Linked DNA regions of Mus musculus: region 2 is linked to region 1. A link is a contact called in public Hi-C data. All regions are on one chromosome and are shown on one strand. The core of a region is the stretch at or near the end of the contact, and the rest is flanking DNA. Distances in the headings are between cores, read along the strand shown.

The links. Hi-C and Micro-C count contacts between places; a contact is called where the count stands out from the background.
Region 2: a contact with region 1 is called in a Hi-C map of cerebral cortex, with 3 times the contacts expected there. The contact joins the enhancer-like site here to the promoter of 4930484H19Rik in region 1. A contact is called at or near these places in 1 of 39 promoter capture datasets (the HPC-7 cell line), 2 of 484 Hi-C or Micro-C datasets (cerebral cortex and nephron progenitors) and 1 of 115 datasets of contacts at active chromatin or transcription factors (embryonic stem cells).

What each region holds. Positions count from the first base shown.
Region 1 is chr10:126,791,610-126,795,446 of GRCm38.p6, forward strand. 4930484H19Rik (RIKEN cDNA 4930484H19 gene) reads right to left here and starts at 2,101. Exons shown (of 4, transcript NR_131015.1): 1 at 939-2,101; 2 at 509-643. It overlaps Gm51788 (a long non-coding RNA gene), which reads left to right. Exons shown (of 3, transcript XR_003948980.1): 2 at 2,278-2,326; 3 at 2,405-3,003.
Region 2 is chr10:126,844,058-126,847,894 of GRCm38.p6, forward strand. No RefSeq gene overlaps it. Among named protein-coding and RNA genes, the nearest start is that of Gm24179, 5.5 kb to the left of the region's middle. Within about 2 kb of position 1,689, at least 99 of the 459 cell types and tissues checked have an H3K27ac peak or open chromatin away from gene starts, as enhancers often do. A contact at or near this core is called in cerebral cortex, where this site is marked.

The sequences.
Region 1 (3,837 bases), core at 851-3,350:
GGGGGTGCCAGACCTAGTTAGCTGTGCTTCCCAAGCACCGAGCACCACTGAGGGCTCTTCTCTGAATGGTGAGGTTCTCTTCCCTGATCTACCCAGGGCATAATGGTGCTGCAAGGAAGAGACTCAAGTTTCCTCAAATTAGCTCACAAAATGGGTTCCATTTGAAAGATGCATCCTGTGGGCTAGGGAGATGACTCAGTTGTTCAGAGCACTTGTTGTTGCAGGGGACCTGAGTTCAATTCCCAGAACACCCATGGTAGCTCACAACCATCTCTTACTCTAGTTCCAGGGGATCCAGTACCCTCTTTTCTGGCCTCTGTGGGCACAGAAACAAAATGCCCATACATGTAAAACGATTGTCTTCAAAACTTCTAAGATGCAGCCCTTCTGTAATCTGTGGAAGAGTAGACTGGAGTAGGAGGGAAAAACAAACTCAGAGGCCAACTAGGGCTCATCTGGAACCTTCTCTCTGCAGCACAGGGTCCTGACTATTATACCAGCTTCTTACCTGAGGCGTCAGCTCCCCTATATCTTCCATGTGACTTAGCCCCTTGCTCTTCACAGTTCGTTCTCAGGACCAGCAACATTGGTATCATCACCTTGAACTCTTTTCAAAATTCAGAATTTCAAGGCCAGACGAGCCCTGTAAAAATCACAACATACATCACTGGGTCTTTAGTCAAGGTGTCAGACAAAGATGGGAGGGGGGAGAAATGAAGGAGGAGCTAATAAAGGGAGATGGGGTCAGGACTGGCTGCCTGGTTGGCAGAAACATGTCACTGCTGAGACAGGATGGCTGCTGACTGAGTTCTGATAAGATGAATGGGCAGAAGGGCATAGGCATGAAGAGAAATGTGTTTCTTGGCTGAATCCAGGCTGTGTCTATTCTGAGTGCTCGGCTCCCCAAGGGTCAGAGGCTGTGGGCTGATTCCTGTCACCTCTATGCGCGTCTCCTGAAATGAGACATCCGTGCCTCTCGGGCGATTAGAAACGTCAGCTGTCATTAGCAGAGTGGAAGCTTGGTCCTTTTCGGAGACTGTTGTCACACAAACTGCAATCTGCATATAAAGCAAAGAGCTGAGGGAACTGTGGTTCTCCCCAGTTCAGTGATCCAGTAATGAGCTCCCAAGGCCTTCCTTCTGAATCCTTGAGAGGCAGTAGCTCTGCTAATGCTTCTACCCCGGGAGGTGGTTTCCATACCCGGCTGTACAACAGAGCTGTATGTCATTTTCTCCTTAGGGCTCAAATTGAACTTGAGAAGGTAGCCTGTGGGTAGCTAATTAATAGATTTTTTTTTTTTACAATTTTATGTACCTCGAATTATTCTGACTAAATTTTCAAGCTGATTAAGAATAAGACCTGAAATCTAGCAAGCATTGTTTCCTGTCCCCAAAGAGCTGACTGGGGGAAGCCCCAAGCAAGCTCTTGAGCTGACATATACCAAAAAGAAAACAGGGGAAGGCTGCAGGATCAAGATTCAAGACACAAAACAGGTTCCCTTTTCTCTCTCTGTCCTCTTACAAAAAACTCCCCTCTTCCTCCCTTTCCCCAGTTTTCAGCACACAAAAATTTCTGGTTCTCAAAAAAAAAAAAAAAATTTGGTTCTCATTATCAAGTGCCTGAAACATAGAAACCCCTGCAGCAGTGGATTAGAGATTTCTGCTGGAGCCCGTTCACGTCTGTCCTGCCAGTAAAAATGAATTCAGTGGGACCTATGCCCTGGGGCCACTCAGCCGGAATCCTGCTCTCACTGGTAGGGCCCTTGCCATGTGCAGCCCCCCTGCTCAAGACAAACACTGGCCACTCCTCTTGGTTAGATGTCAGAGTTTACATCAGATGGAGAGTGATGGGGGCTGGTGCTATCTCCATGTCCCTCTGTAAACACATAGATAAAATAGAGGGAAGAAAAACTTGAGGGATAAAAACAGGAATGGAGAAGGCATCTTCACGTAGATCCTTCTTGAACCACGTGCATCCTGTAGATGTTCCAACAAGCCGAGAGATGGGGACTTGATCCAAGCAGGTTAATCACAAGGGCTCATCCTTTGGCCTCCGTGACTACTCCGTTCTGGCCAGTTGGAACTCCAGCCTGGGTTTCTTTCCAAGTTAAACTGATGGAGAAGGATTTTCTATTGGGGCACGGGGCACGGGGGCGGGGGGGATTGTGATGCCGAAGCTGGACCTCTGTGGCCAGGCACAAGTGGCTAGCCTGGGCAAATAAGCCGATGCGCAGACAAGCAGCATGCGTTATCGCAGTGTTTGATTTCTCGGTTCCAGGTATTCCTGACGACAGATCTAACCCCATCCTTTTCCTGAAATATTACCAGTAAGTCAAACTCTATGTTGTCTGTAGTTCAATTTCTTTCGCTTGCCACCAAGAACGCCCTATTCCGTTCTCTTCTAGTGCTTCGTATCCTCGGAAACGCCCTTTGTTAAGTAGAAACGCCTCCTAAGAAACAGGCGAAGCTGACGGAATATAAAGGTCTATTACTAACCACAGTGCAACTGGAGTGCTATGAAGGGCAAAAATGGAAAGAAGGAGGAGGAAAGACAACGGTGAAGTAGTTTATGCCAAGATCCAGTTGCCATTTTTACACAGACCTTTCTTACCACTGGAATAAAGCATTGTAAGATACAGGATACCTATGAGCAGTGAAGCTGGGAGACAGGTCCTAGATAGAAGGCAAACATTCTTCCTGTTTGGACACCTTGACAAAATGTCGTAAAACTCATTCCCAGCTTTTGTGATAAAACCTCAAGTTTAAACACGGCAAACTGTCTTAACCAACAGTTAGCCGTGATAATCATCATGGGACCCTAGGCAGTTTCATGAAGTAACTAAGGAAACAGAAGCTGCGTCACAATAGCCGTGCCTCTCAGAGGCAGAACCAGGGCATTCTACTACGCATGCGCACTGATGGGGGCGGTCCTGCTTCCTCAAAGATCTTGGCTTCTTTATAATGCTGTTTACATTGGGATTTTGAACCCCTATCTTGTGGACTTTTCTAGAAAAAAAAAATCAAGAAATACCTCATCATAATTTGGGAAGGAGAAAAGCATTACTTTACCTAATAAACATACCTACCTCCCCTGTGTTCATAAAACCCGCTCAAACTCAACACCGGAGAACTTCCTGTTCCCTGACCCTCAGGGCAGCCCACTCCAGTCTCTCTCAAATACACTTTGCTTTTCCTTTGCTAAGTAAATTTCTATTTATAACGTCTGTGTCTCCCAACTGAATTCTCCCCTAAGACAAGAACCAGCAGGTTCCATTTGGAGGCTCCTGGCCAATGAGAAAGATGGTAGACAGACACCAAAAGCTGAGCGTAGAGTTCAATCCCTTCGCCTCTCTGAGAGTCTTTTCTCACCTCAACAAAGATGTTTTTTTAAGAAGAAGAAAAAAAAAAAAGAAAGGAGGGGGAATACCGGGAGGTGTCCCTAAACCCTCCAGCCACTAACACTTCAGAATTACACATGGAATTTCCAGGTATATACCCAACTTCTCCCATAAATCAAAAAAGAGGTTTAAAGAAAATTTGATCTGAGATATGTGGTAGATTGACTTCCTGACAAAGTCCACTCCTGGTTCCAGGTTCATGGTTCAGTCCCTCAGAGGTGAAGGCCTCATCTGGTAGAAGACCCTCATCTTGCTCATCCTGCCTGATTGATCTTTGTATTGCCCGATGATCAAATGTTGAGTAAAAGCTTTTTGAAAGCTAATGGGGGCTCTGCACTGTCGGGTGGGTGCTGTCTCAGGCTGACTTGCTTCTGTTGACGTAATGGCTACCCAGATCCTCCTGCAGTGCAGTGGTTTTAGTGTTGGGAATTCTCTGTGCA
Region 2 (3,837 bases), core at 439-2,938, 52 kb after region 1:
AAGAAAAGAAAAGAAATCAAACAGTTTAAATAAATAAATCTTTTAATACCCATTAATATTATATTAATATAGCACTATATTAACATATGTTATATTAAATGTCTATTAACATATATTATATCATTAATATAATACTAATTCTATTATATTAATATAATAAGTAATATATATTAATATATTTCAAATGAAATTCTCAGAGTATAATAAAAATTAAAGAAAAGAGAAAAGGTGGAGAACTAGCTGGGCACTGGTTGGAATCAGATGACCTGAATTCAAGATGACTTCTGTGTAACTTTTGTTTCAGGTTGCTTTGCTTGTGGCCCTGTGTATCAGACCTAGGGCTTCACGCATAATATGTGAGTTTTCTATCATTGACCCACATCGTAGCCACAAGCTTTTCTACTCGGCCTCTTCATACCCAGAAAAAATGATCCTGAGACTTATTTATGAATAAACACCTCTGCCATAAGCATTGGCGCATTCCCAACTAGCTCATAACTTACATAACCCGTTTATTCTATTCTATGTCTGCCACCACACGGCTGGTCACCTCGCCTCAGTTTCATGCATCCAACTTCCTCAAAGTTCAGGACGAATGCTCTTCTCTTGACTCTTTCCCAGAATTCCTTCTCTCTCTGCCAGAAGTCCCACCTTCTATTTCCTGCCTGAGCTAATAGGCCATCAGCAGGAGATGCTGCCACATAATGCATAAGCCATTCTCTCTACACCACATTTGGTATGGTTTCTTTTAACTTCTATTATTTTTAATTATGTGTCTGTGAGGAGGCTTTGGCCAGTCCGGAAGCTCGCGGTACACGAAGTTTTGCGCCCCCTAGAGGAGGGTGCTGAGAACTCCGCTCCGTGCTCGCATTTGTTCTTTTCTAACCCGCATTTGTTCTTTTTAAAGACTCACTTGGCCCACTTCACAGTTCGGATTAGGCAGGATTTCAGAGTCAACGTCTCCTCCTCCTACTGCTCCTCCTCCTCATTTTTAAATATGGTTTTTCATTTTCTCCCGGGGAGGAATGTTCAGGAACAATATGTACGCATCTGACCCAAAGGGGGGGGGGGGGGGGAGGGAGTAACTTGGATGTATACATTTCACTAAAAAAAAAAAAAAAAAAAAAATTAGCCAATGCTTAGTGCACTAAAAGATACCTCCGGTGACAAAAGGGCGCAATTCCGCATATTTAACCTAAGAGTCTGCAAATGGTTCTAAAGACTTCCAAATCTCCTCCCTAGGATAGTTTATTTCTCTCTGGTAGCATGGAGGCCACCAGAACAGGGGAGGAGGGGAGATAATTGGGCAGTGGCATAACTCCTTTCTCAGCTGGCAACCTTTTAAAGCCTATTAAATCTAACCGGCAGTTGGCCTCTCCGTACCTCCTCCGGCTGATGTCTGCTGCAGACTCCCCAGCCTGTTTTGACCGGCTCTTAGAAAGAAAAGCAAAAAACTGTCGGTGGCCTGCATCAGGCAGGGAAACACCCCCACAAAACTGCAAGAGCAGAAATGGATAGACTGTTAATAGCACGGACATATCCCAGGGTCTGTGCTTCTGCCTAATGGGACTTCTTGTCTTCAGATTAGTCCACAATGGGGAAGTTGTTCATCCTAAGAGAGATTCAAATAAGAGAGTTCTTCTGTTTGAACAGCAGGCAAGTAAATAGAATGCAATCTGCAGCCTGCACACAGCTCCAGGCTGAGAGAGGCAGAGCTCAGGCACTGAGCAAGCCAGCTACCAATTCCCTACTTCTCGAGGGTTAGCAACAGGCTCTTTGCAGAACCGTTTTGGAGGAAACAAATCACCGTAGCAACACTGAAATGAAAATTTGGTATTTAAAACACGGAGTCTCAACTCTAGCTGCACATTAGGAGCACTTGTGGAGATTTTTAAGAAGAGATGACTGGGTCCCACCCTCAGGGACTTTGTTGTGTTCTGGGGTTTTTTGTTGTTGTTTTGTTTTTTTTTTTTAGCTCCAACAGGGAATCTGATGCTACAGAGACCGGAAAAGGCTGGTGTGGGACATGGAGAAAGTTCATAAACAGAGACTTGAAAGCAGGACTCCACAGAACAAACTTCACAGGTAAAGGGCTGCTGACCCATAAAGAAGGCTCTGTGATAGCTTCATACTGAGGAATATGGTTTCCATATCAAGACCCTGGGCTATAAACAGTTTGTGATATATTTTTATGTAATTGTTAATTGTTTAATATAGCATTCCAGTTGAGCCAAAGTCAGCATAGCTCAGAATACAAGCTATCATCGACCATGCTCTTCGCCGCAAAGAGACACCGTGCTCCTGGAAACTCATAGAGGGAACTATTTAGCCGAGACTAGCCTACAGTTTCAGAGGTTTAGCCCACTGTTTTCGAGACAGGAAGCCTGGCAGCATGCAGGCGGACACAGTGCTAGAGAGGTAGCTGAGAGTTCTACATCAGGAACAGCAAGCAGCAGGAATGTGATGCCCCCTTCTTCCCCAGGGCTGTTGCCCACCAGCCAGCAAGCACGAAGGAAGCAGAAGTGGGGTGGGGGTGGGGTAGGGCTCGAACAGCTGGGACTGACTTCCAGGATCAACTTCAATGAGACAGTTCCACTTTATTGGGGATGAACAAGGTTTATATAGATCTTGAGGAGTGGGTAGGTAGGGTGGGAATACTTCTTTTGCATGAAGAAGAATTCCAAGAACCTGCCAGGCATGTTCAGGTTCAATGGAAGTGGGGAAGGGGGAGTGTTTAACCTATAATCTGGCCATAGACTATGTGACTGTGCTCAGAGGTTTTGGGGGGGGGGGGGTTACAGGTGGGAAGTGCTGTACCTCGTTATCATTCACAGTAAGGGCTGAGCAGGACCTCGGAGCTGAATGGAGTAGCATTTACAGGAAGCTCTGTGCAGGGTCATCCTCCAGATAAGGTAGGGCACCTGTGCCTAGAGACAGTCTCTAGATAAGATCAGACAGAGAGGAGGAAACCCCGCTGAGAACGGGAGTCCTCCATTTTGCACCAGGCTGGGAGAGCTTATCTGGTCACGATAGACTTTGACCTTAATAGCAGGGTCTTCCAACACAGGAAGAGAGAGAGATTGGTCCTGGCTTGAGCATTTGAAACCTCAAAGTCTACTCCCCAAGCCCTGACCCCATGACACCCCTCTCCAACAAGACCACATGTACTCCAACTCACACGTCCTAATTCTTCAAATAGTTCACTCCCTGTGAGCCTGTGGGGGCCGTTCTCATTCAAATTACCACACAGTCCTTGCATCAGAAGCAACTGCATTGCCCAGGAGCTTGTCAGAGATGCTGGGCCTCCAGCCCAGGCTTGAGTGCTATAGTGGCTATTCCTGGTTGTCAACTTGACTATATCTGGAATAAACTACAATCCAAAATTGGAAGGCTCACCTGTGATCCTAATCTGGAGGCTGGGAGATACAAGTTTCTGACCTGGATCTTGGCATGGAGATCTTGAGGCATAGTGGCTATGAATCCCAGAAGATTAAGACAGGGAGATCTCTGAGTTCAAGGTCATCTGGGACAAAGCAAGTCCCAGATCCGGGCATGGTGGCACACACCTTTAATCTGGGACGCGCCTTCTGCTGGAGACCTACATGAGGACACTGCAAGAAGGAAGATTTACTCTCTCTCTCTCTTTTTCGCCTGCTTGAGTTGTGGGACTGAGCAACTGCTAGATCCTTGGACTCCCATTCACAGCTGCTGCTGACCATTGTTGAGAGTTGGACTACAGACTGTAAGTCATCAACAAATTCCCTTACCATATAGAGACTACCCATAAGTTGTGTGACTCTTGAGAAACCTAAAACAAATGCTCTCCACAAACTGGTG